Regions from separate parts of the Mus musculus genome. Here region 2 is linked to region 1. Evidence: chromatin contacts called from public promoter capture Hi-C data. All regions are on one chromosome and are shown on one strand. The core of a region is the stretch at or near the end of the contact, and the rest is flanking DNA. Distances in the headings are between cores, read along the strand shown.

Region 1 (4,745 bases), core at 153-2,652:
CCTCGCTGGAATCTCCCACTTTGACTTTTGCTCTACTGCTGCCAGGATTTCTCAGGAGCACGGTCAACTCCTACTAACCTTGCTAGCTTTTTTTGACCTCAGTTTGCCTGTAACCTGCTCAGGGAAGCCTCTGCTAACCAATACGAGGCAGAGATCTCTGGAGGTGTCCTTTGTAAGTGCTGTTGTTTCTGTCAGGAAAGCCATTCCTTTGGTCTTCTAAGCCCATGTGGTTCCTCACTCATTCGACTGTCAAGTTGCAGTGTCTTGAGTTTCTTTAAGGTGGTATTATTATGTCTTGTGAGACAGGCTCACACTGGCTTCCATTCACTGTGTAGTCAAGGATGACCTTGGCATCGCCTTAGGAGGCTAAAGCCATCTTCCAGAGCCAGTCTAGTCCAGGAATGTCACAGAGTTGGTGGATAGAATCCTATACCAGCAACAGCAATCTGGAAAACACCATGCGCCCCCTACAGTCTTGGTCCACAGCAGTGACAAAGGGGTTTCACGCAGAAAATTGATTTGAGGCTTGCAGATGAACCTGGGCTGGGCTGCCTCATCCTAGGGCTCCCCAAGCCAATTAGTGACTTAAGCCCTGCCCACGCGCACTCGCAACACTCATTCATATATCAAACCCTTCACTCCTGTTCGGTGCCTCACACAGGACGCTGGATACTTCAAAGACAGGGAGGGGTGGGGAAGGTGCACAGCCGACAGAAGTCACGATTCGAAGTGAGCTGTCCTCACACACCTCCGCTCATATTTTTGAAACTGATAACGACGTTCCTCCCTGAGCCGCAGAACTCTGGGAAAGGGGAAGTGTGGGAAACAGATCTGCTTTTTATTTTTACAAACTTTTTTGCATCGCTTCCTAAAATCAGAGCCTTGCACTGCTCCCAAATGCTACTCAGTGCAAGGAGCCCTAGCAGCGGGGAGGAGCAAGAGGCTGGCTGTATCACGCTACGCCCCAGGTTCCGCCATCCAGGGACATCCCAGTCCTAACCTCGCCTCCTCCATGCTTCGCCCTTTCCCACTGCTGGCCTCGTGCTCAGTCACAGTCAACCCAGGCCCCCGAGCCCACCATCTTGATCTCCAGGCGGCTGGCTCGCTTGCTACGCGCAGCTTTCATTGTCCTTCTCCAGCGGCACCAGACCACGCTCAGCAGAGTTCCACCCCTCTTCCACTCTCCCATTGGCTCTTGCTGCCCAACTGCGCCGGGGACCGGCCTAGCAGTGTCTCTCACGCCCCGCCTTTGCTCCCGGCCCGGCCAGGGGCGGGGTTTCTGTTGGTCCCACCCTTTAGGGGAGGGGCCAAGCTCGCAGGCGCTCCGGAGCTGTCTCGGCAGGGCTCGGCTCGGCTCGGCTCGGCTCGGCTCGGTTTGCAGCTCGGGTGGGGGTGGGCGGCTAGGGTGACAGCGGCAGTAGCAGAGGCTGCGGCGCGAGGCTGAGCAAGCGGTGAGCGGGGAGCCGGTAAGAGGAGGAAGTGGAGCGGCGGCCCGGAGCTCTGGAGTCCGCTGCCGGCACAGGTCCGCCCAGATTTGCAGAGTGAGCGGCGTCGGGACCTGGGCAGACTTCTTCGCCTTGCTCCGGCCGCTGGCGCTCCGCCTGCCCTGCCCTGCCCTGCCCTGCTTGTCCGAGCCCCGCATTCCGCGCCTGGACTTTCCTAGCCCCGTGGTCTGGAGCTGCTGGGACGTTCGAGCCCCGGCCTTGATCCGGAGTTCCGAGACGGGACGTTCTCGGCCCCATCATACTGACCCATCTCTGCTGGAGTGTCCTCCGCCCCCTGGTCGGCGCAAGGTGGCCCCAGCTCTGGGACTTGAGTGTAGAGGAGCCGGGACGCCCACCGGCCTCCAGCTCCTGGAGAACCAAATCTTCAGCTGCCTTGGACCGAACTGCTCCGGACTTGAAACTGTACTGGCACCGCCCGGGTCCAGCGCACCGTGAGGGGTCCCAAGCAGGCAGAACAGTCGGACCGAACCCCTGGGCGAGTCGAAGCTGCCACCTTTCTCCGCCCTAGGTTAAGGATCTTGGGGTGCTTGCTCCCAGGGGAACACAGGGGCTTCTCCTGCCACAGTCTCCAGCGAGCGGAGGTTGCAGGTGAGAGCCCCGGATGCGCGGCGGGAGCAGTCCCGGGAGCCTTAGAGGCAGGGCCCGGGTCAGCGGAGGGCGTGGAGGGGACACGGGCAGAGAGTGAACTGTTTAGGAGAGGGCGCGCGAAAGATAGTAGAGAGAAGCCCGCACTTATTGAGTGCCCATTGTGTGCAGGTCCGAGCCCCGCCCTTGCACAAGTCGTTCCTTATCCAAAGCTCATAGCAACCCCGAGATAAAAGCTATTGTGTATTGTTATGGGCGCAGACAGTTGGGGAAACTGAGGCGTGGCAGGGTTGAGGTCCTCTGCCTTCCATGTTGAGGATTAGACTGGGGAGAAGGGAGAAGATAAAGAGAGAAAGAGCAAAGAGGGAGGGGAGAAGAAAAGAAGTGGATAGCCTGCATGCACGTGAGAGCTTGGCAGGGTGGGGGCCTCTGGGGCATCGAAATCCAGGCACTGGTCCTGAAGCCGAAGAGGTCCTTCTTACCAGCCACTCTTGGGTCATGGGCATGCCACCTCCCAGGAAAGGTGAACCTGCGTTGAAGGCAGGGCTTCCCTGTTCCAAAAGATCTCTTCCCGGGGTCCGGGCTGGAGGGACAACCTGCTTCCCATAGTTAATGTCCCCAAGTTACTGAAGTACTCTTTATCTGTTAAAGGACTCACCATATTGGTCCCCAAGACACAGCCATGTGGAAGCTGGAGCTGTGGTCCCTCAGAACTCAGCCACCTTCCTTTGGCATTATTAATGAGGACACTGAAGACTTGTGGGGGGCACAGTGACCCCAGGTCCTAAAGCCAGTGAGTGGTTGAGAGAGAAGTAGACCTGAAAGATTTCCAAACATCCATCAAGGGGTCTGCTCCCCTTCCTAGTTCACACCTTTTCGGTCTGTGGCTAGGGTTTCCCCAGCCCCAATATGCAGTTGAGGTAAGCGTGTATGAGACTGCAGAGAGTGTGTGTGGTTGGAACTGGGGCTCAAAGAAGCCTGACTCCAGTCTCTATGTGCAAAATGGCCCAGGGCAGACCTTCTCCAGGTCTTAAGGTTAGGGCTGCCGGATCTGGGGACACACAGTCCAGGTGCTTGATTCCCAGGCAGAAGTTCCTCCTGCTCGCTGCCCTGGGATCTTTGTAGGAGAGGGTATTGTGAAAGAGCATTTGGCACGGACTCTGTGGGCTCTTGTTCTGGGTGGGGCTGGGGTGGCATATGGCCTTGGTCTGGGCACTATGGCCCTGGCTGGAACTGGTTAACCTTTGTTGGGCTGGACTCCCTGGAGTGTGGGGAAATTACCTTGGAAAGCCCCTGGGAGATGGAGCAGGGTCTTAAAGACGAGAAGCCTGTTCCTGGGGTTGGAGGGGTTCGAGCAGCCTAGAAGGTGTCTAAGGGGCTTGGGATTCCCCCTCCCCCACCTCTGCCTGAGGATTCAGATCTCATAATAATCCTTGCATCTAAACAGAGCTCCCTTTTTGATGAACTAATTTCACACCTGTGATCTCATTTCACTGCGTGCTGGAAAGAGCTGGGAACCTCCGGTGAGGCAGAGCAGGAGACTAGGGGAAGCCTCCTTCTGAAGTCTCACCTGCAAGATGGGGGTCAGAGCACGGTGCTACCTACTCGGAAAGAGAGGGTCCCACAGGCAAACTGTTGAGTGCTAAGGAGTTGTGGAGCTTGTCCAATATGGGCTTGCTATTTTAGGCTATCTTGTGTGGGAAGCTGAGGCTCAGAGAGGTGAAATCTTTGACTCAGGCCTGCTGAGTTTGCTTCAGGGACTATTTAAGTGTCAACTGTGAAGTGTTGTAGAAGTGATGCAGGTGGGCTAAGCGGCAGACTGGAGCCTAAGTGGCCAGTGGTCAGTGCTGTGTGGTAAAGAAGCTACTCGGCCTCCGGGGTCACGGGCAGCCATGTTACCCTCTGAGCCCTCTGCTTTTCTAGGAGAGTGGAATGGCTCTCCCACCAAGATTAACTGAGCTAAAGATACACAGTGCCTGGCTACCATCCAGTTCCTTCCCTACGGAGAAAGGAAACTGGAGTTTTGACCAGGAAGTCTGGGAAATCCTCAAACTTGTTTGAGGTTAGAACACACACAGGTGGCAGTCACAGGCTGAGAGACTTCAACAGCTTTGTCCATCTCGGTTCCTGGGCAGATAAGGCTCCCTGTGCTTCCTCTCCTAGTTACAAAGCCTTCTCTAATCTACTTGGAGACACTGGGAAGGGGCCCTGGATTCTAACAGTCCTCACACCCACTGTGGCTTCCTGTGGGGCAGGAGCTGGTGTCCATTCCCTGTGGCCCATTGTCTGGCCTCCCTCAGCACAGGGTACAGTGAATAATTTATCATTCCCCTCGCTGGGAGGCAGGCTAGGGAAATAGCAGCACTCTGCTGTGCTTCCGCCCCTCCAGAGGAGGCCAGGGGCTCCTGTGTGTGCCTCAGTCTGGGTTGTGCTCTGCGTGTGTGTGTGTGTGTGTGTGTGTGTGTGTGTGTGTGTGTGTGATGTGGAACAGGACAAGGAGAGAAGGACCTATTATCCACTAGCTCTGTGCTGTTGGGGGTCGGGGCAGGGGTACCTACAGGCAACCAAAATAGCCAAAGTAGCTCAGCTAGGATCAAGCTGCAGGTCTCTGATTCCAGCGGTGTTGGGGAAGGGCGAGGGGGTGGGGGCAGCCAG
Region 2 (4,958 bases), core at 309-2,808, 480 kb after region 1:
TACACTATTATTGGGTCTAGTTCATTGAGCTATGTAAATAACCTTCCTCAAGTCACTTTATATAGTCTCTTTACATTCCACTCCTAAGTAACTTTCTCCAGTCTAACCCTACCTTTCACTAAGTTTACTTAAACCCTTCTAGTAAGCCTACTAAGAAATCTTAAGCACTATCATATTCTTTCCTCAAGAAAGACTTGAGGACCAGACAGATGGCTCAAGGCTTACAAGCCGAGTTTGGTCCCTGGATCCTGCACAAAGCCAGTTCCAGTCCAGGCCAGCTTAGCTACACAGCAAGACCCTGTCTCAAACTTGACTCTAAGGACCCTCCAAAAGACAAGGGGAACTGGGGACGTGGGTCAGTGGTGGAGTGCTGCCTACCATGTAGGAAGCTACACAAATGCGGGATGATCAGGCATCCATCTCTTAAGCCCTAGCCATCTGTTCCACACAGAGGAGTAATAGAGCATTTCGATTAAAATGTTTCAAGAAAAGTGGTTTACTATATGAAAGCACCATGCTTCACCCTCATCACATCAGCTGGGAAGGACAACCCTGGAAGGGGGCCAGAAGGTATGCTGGACTAAACCCCTCATTCTACAGAATAAGGAAGGCAATAAGGAGAACAGGCACATTTTAGGACACAGAGCTAGAGGCAAAACTAATGCCAGGCCCGTTTTTCAGGCAACTGTCTCTTGCAAGTTGCTGTGCAAGGGGCAAGATGGTCAATCCAGGAGCAGCGTTCCTCCCCTGACTCTTTCCTTTAAGCCCTTATGGACAAGGACGTGAAATTCTTTAGAAATTGTGTAGGCAGAGTGGAAAGCAGTCAGCTGGTACAGACAGAAAAGGCCACGCAGGGGAAGAGAAAGGCAGGGAACCCAAGAGGGACAAAGAATCTTAAGGCTTCCTATCAGACCAGCAAGGGAAGTCAACATACGAATATTTCATTATTTGACATATCATGAAAAAATTAAAAGAAACCAAAAAAAAAAAAAAAACCCTTAAAAACTTTAAAGGCCAAGGAACTCTTTGGGCTCTGTAGCAACACGCGAGGATGATGGTGGAAGGGTTTGGGGAATACTGACTTCGAGGAGATTCTTTCAATTTCTTTAGAAGTTCCATTTTCCACGTTGATGTTATGGGCATTTTCAAGAGTGGCCCTCCTAGCACAATAGAAACGTGATCATTATGGTGAAATATTGCCATAATTACGAGAAGCTGCGGTGGCGGTTAGGGACCAGCAGCACTTGCTTAAAGAGACGACTAAAGGGAAGGATTGTTTTCCAACGTGTAGAGAGGGCAAGTTACAAGTGTGCGTTCGTGTGCTACGGAGGAGCGCTCAAGGAGCCACAGAAAATAAGGGGGTGGGGATGGGAAGCTGGGCTCACCAGCTCCTGGGCATTCCCCGGGCTCTAGATTGTCCCCAGGACTAAGCTCCTCACCTTATCCAACAAACCACTGCGGCTGCTGCTTGTCCCGCAGCTGGGGCCGCCGCCAGCCCCACTACTGCCTCCGCCACCGCCGCTTCTCCCACCCTGCGACGCCGACGCTGCCATCTTGTCTCCCTCCGTGTCTCCCTCCCATACGACTTGTCCGAAGCCGATTGGCTGAAGCTGCTCATGTGATAGGCAGCGCAGAGCCCATCGGGATCCGTAGTCTGGTGTGCTGATGAGGGCTGAAAGAGGCCGCGGGGCTTGACGGGACTTGTAGTTAGAATCTGCCGTCGCCGGTTGCCGCCTCCGTTGCTAGCCACATCCTCGCGGTTACTAAGGAGTGGGTGGGGAAGGCTGTGGCAAGCGCCACCGTGGAGCGACTCCGAGATTCCCGTGAGGCTTGCAGGCGTGCACTCCGCCTGACAGGGACATCGCCTCCGCGGGCTCTTCGGAGGCGGAAACGACGCCGAAGGCAGGTGTGGCTGGAAACTTAATTTTGCTTGAATTATGAGTCTTTCCAGCCCCAGATGTTGTGTCCTAAGAAGGGAGGTAGAGCCTGCTCTTCACCCCTTTCTGTCCCTGAAGGTAGAATATCAGCTCGATTATTCTCTCCGAAGTAACCATAATCTCAGCTGTTAGTAATGTTTCCTGTAGAACTATCATTTATTGAGTGCCTACTGTGTGCTAGGCAGTGCCCTACATGCACTTACATCCACCCATTCTGTGTCTGTCTCAGGATAATGCTGTATAGACAAGAAAAGGAATTTTTCAGAAGCCAGAGAGCATAAGTCAGAACACACTTAAAACCAACTTTTTAGTTTTTTAAACTTAAAAGCATGTTTCCAGTTTGACAATGTGATTTTTATAAATATTGAGAGAAAAAAATATTGAGCACCAAAAAAACTTGACACTGAAACTAAGGCATATAAGGAAAATAGACCTGGGATATCTCATAGTAATATCACTTTATGCCATATTACATTGCATTATTTAGTTTTTATACCTACATATTTTCCATATGTGTACAGATGATCCGCCAGATACTGAATTCGCTAGACATTTTGTTTTGTTTTTCTGAGACAGGGTCTCACCATTAGGTCTAGCTGTCCTGAAACTCACTGTGTAGACAAATTGGCTTCAAACTCCCAGAGATCCACCTACCTCTGACTCCTTAGTGCTGGAACCAAAGGTGTATAATACCATGCCCAGCCTCTGAATCGCTTAGCATGTACTCAGTCCTGTTCTACACACTTAGAATATACCTCTGAATGAAAGAGACAAAATGTTCTTGGCAAGGCTATGTTCACATGATCACTAAAGAATAGCAGATTAGATTTCATCCTCGATTAAGCAATTCCTGGCCACTCCAGTTGTAAGGGTCCAAAAATCACTGAAAGAAGACCCCAGGCTCAGAGAGTATACAAAAACAAAGAGCATTTATTCTGCAGAAACACCAGCATGCAGGGGCCAACCATTCTTTGAAATGGTGACCCCAGATAAACGCATGCAGGCCTTCTTATAGAGAACTGAGGGAACTCTCTAGAAGGATTAGGTGATCTAAAATTTCATTGGTAGGTGCTGGGGGTGGGGGTGGGGGGGGTCATAGGTGATCAGAAGTCTACATTCCCATGTCATGAGCATTCAATCGTGTGATGAAATAGGGCTGACCAGTGCAAATGGCCCATTCTGAGATCAGATATTTTCCTATTTTTGTGGTTATCTCCAGGCTGTTCTTTGGGAGAGGGTTTTCTGATCTTGTTCTGGATTTTATGGTCTGTTCCTAGAGCTGGTGCCTTATGACCTACTTTCTGGGACTTATGGTCTATTCCTGAAGCTGGTGTCTTATGGCTTTTTGGAAATCAAGCCTGGTCCTCAAAATGGAGACAAATGGGTGGGAAGTCCTTAAATGGGGACACATGGGGTTTCTATTGTCCTTTCACAGTTGTGTGTCTCATAACTTTTGGTTGTTACCACTCATCCCTCTTGTCACTTCTCTGTTTTTTTAGCACCCAGGTCTACTGGTACCCGCTCTGTGAACCTCCCTTGGTCCTTGCTTCTGCCTTCCTTGCAGACAAAGCAAAGTACGCCTGCAGCATTTTGCTTATGCATCTGTTTAGTTGAGGTAGCATTTATCAAGTGTCATCCTTCTGTAGGCCATGTCCTGTTTGAGATGCTGGAGATGAAGAGGTTACTGGAACCTAGGCTTGCCCTTGGAAGGCCTCAGCCCGGGGTGGGTGTAGTGGGGAACCGTCAGAAAAGCAGATCACTCTGATACATTGTAATCGAGTACCTCCATTAAGAAATAGGCCTGAAGGCTAGAGAGATGGCTCAGCAGTTAAGAAGGAGCACTTGGTATTTCTGCACAGGATTCCAGTTCAGTTCCTAGCATGCATTTGAAGGCTCACAACCATCTATAATTCCAGTTCCAAGTGATCCAGTGCCCTCTGTTATCGCCTGTGGGCATTGGGTGCACATGCACACATGTAGGCAAAACACATTAAATAAATTTTTTAAAAAAATGAAGAAGCTATCAAGAAATGAAGTGGGCCTGAGACGGTAGCAGAGGGTCAATCTGGGAACAGGGAGGTACAGGAAAAGAAACTGCCTGAATCACGATAAAGGCACAGGAAGGGAGTGTGCTGATGGCTGCCAATCAGGAGCATCAGTGCCTGTGTGGGGGTCCCATGTGGGGGTGATGCAGGCACACAGTTGTAGGAAAGAGACAAATAGACCAAAGATGCTGTGTGTTGGAGCTAGGAGGTACCAAAGTCAGCTTGACGTTAGCTTTCAAGTTTGAGAAAGGGTCCAGCGGTAGCTGAAGTTAACCCTTAAATCTGGACCTTGAACTTTCATTTTCTACCCTGAAGATAAGTTCATTCTCCTGCTGGGCGACATTCTAGAAAAATGTAACTAGGAGCTATGTCCCCTTCTGGGCCCTTTAGTTGCGTACCCATACCTTCCCATCTGTTATTATTCCTCATGCTGAGTTGGGATTCCTGTAATTATTTACGTCCTGGGTCATGCCTGAGATGGATTTATCCTTTGTGTTAAATGTATAGAGTTTATTTTTTCCCAGACTGGGTCTTCCCTTTCAGCTTTGACTTTTCTGCTTGGGCTCTGCAGAGATGTATTTCACTGAAATGACATTCTAGATGGCCCCTTCCTTTACCATTGGCCCTTTCTGTAGCCCGCTTAAACAATGCAGCTGCACTCTACTGTGCAACAGTGTAGCTCTTGTAAAGTTATGCCCATGTCTGTCTCTGTATCTTTTGGGTGTGCACAGGTGTGATATTCAGGATCAAGACCAGGGCCTTGAACAGACTGACTGCATTCCCTGCTCCCTGTCTCTTCATAGCTACCCCATCTTTTTCATGGAATTGCTTTCATTCTCTTATCCCCACTACACATGCCCTGACCCTTCTTCATACACAGTTTGGAGCATAAGGCTCCAATGATCCAAAATGTCGGATACAATTGCTAAGGTTCAAGAGTGCTTAACAATGGGCTAAAAGGAATTACATGATCTCT

The links. Capture Hi-C pulls out chosen DNA fragments and counts their contacts.
Region 2: a promoter capture Hi-C map of liver shows a contact between it and region 1, with 2.3 times the contacts expected there. The contact joins the promoter of Spcs2 here to the promoter of Gdpd5 in region 1. A contact is called at or near these places in 1 of 39 promoter capture datasets (pre-B cells), 2 of 484 Hi-C or Micro-C datasets (CD4 T cells and muscle stem cells), 3 of 115 datasets of contacts at active chromatin or transcription factors (bone marrow-derived macrophages, embryonic stem cells and memory CD8 T cells) and 2 of 9 other capture datasets (adipose tissue and liver).

The regions. Positions count from the first base shown.
Region 1 is chr7:99,380,116-99,384,860 of GRCm38.p6, forward strand. It overlaps Gdpd5 (glycerophosphodiester phosphodiesterase domain containing 5), which reads left to right and starts at 1,403. Exons shown (of 18, transcript NM_201352.3): 1 at 1,403-2,093.
Region 2 is chr7:99,857,325-99,862,282 of GRCm38.p6, forward strand. Spcs2 (signal peptidase complex subunit 2 homolog (S. cerevisiae)) reads right to left here and starts at 1,559. Exons shown (of 5, transcript NM_025668.3): 1 at 1,440-1,559. The coding sequence starts at 1,553. It overlaps Xrra1 (X-ray radiation resistance associated 1), which reads left to right and starts at 1,894. Exons shown (of 19, transcript NM_001164258.1): 1 at 1,894-1,906.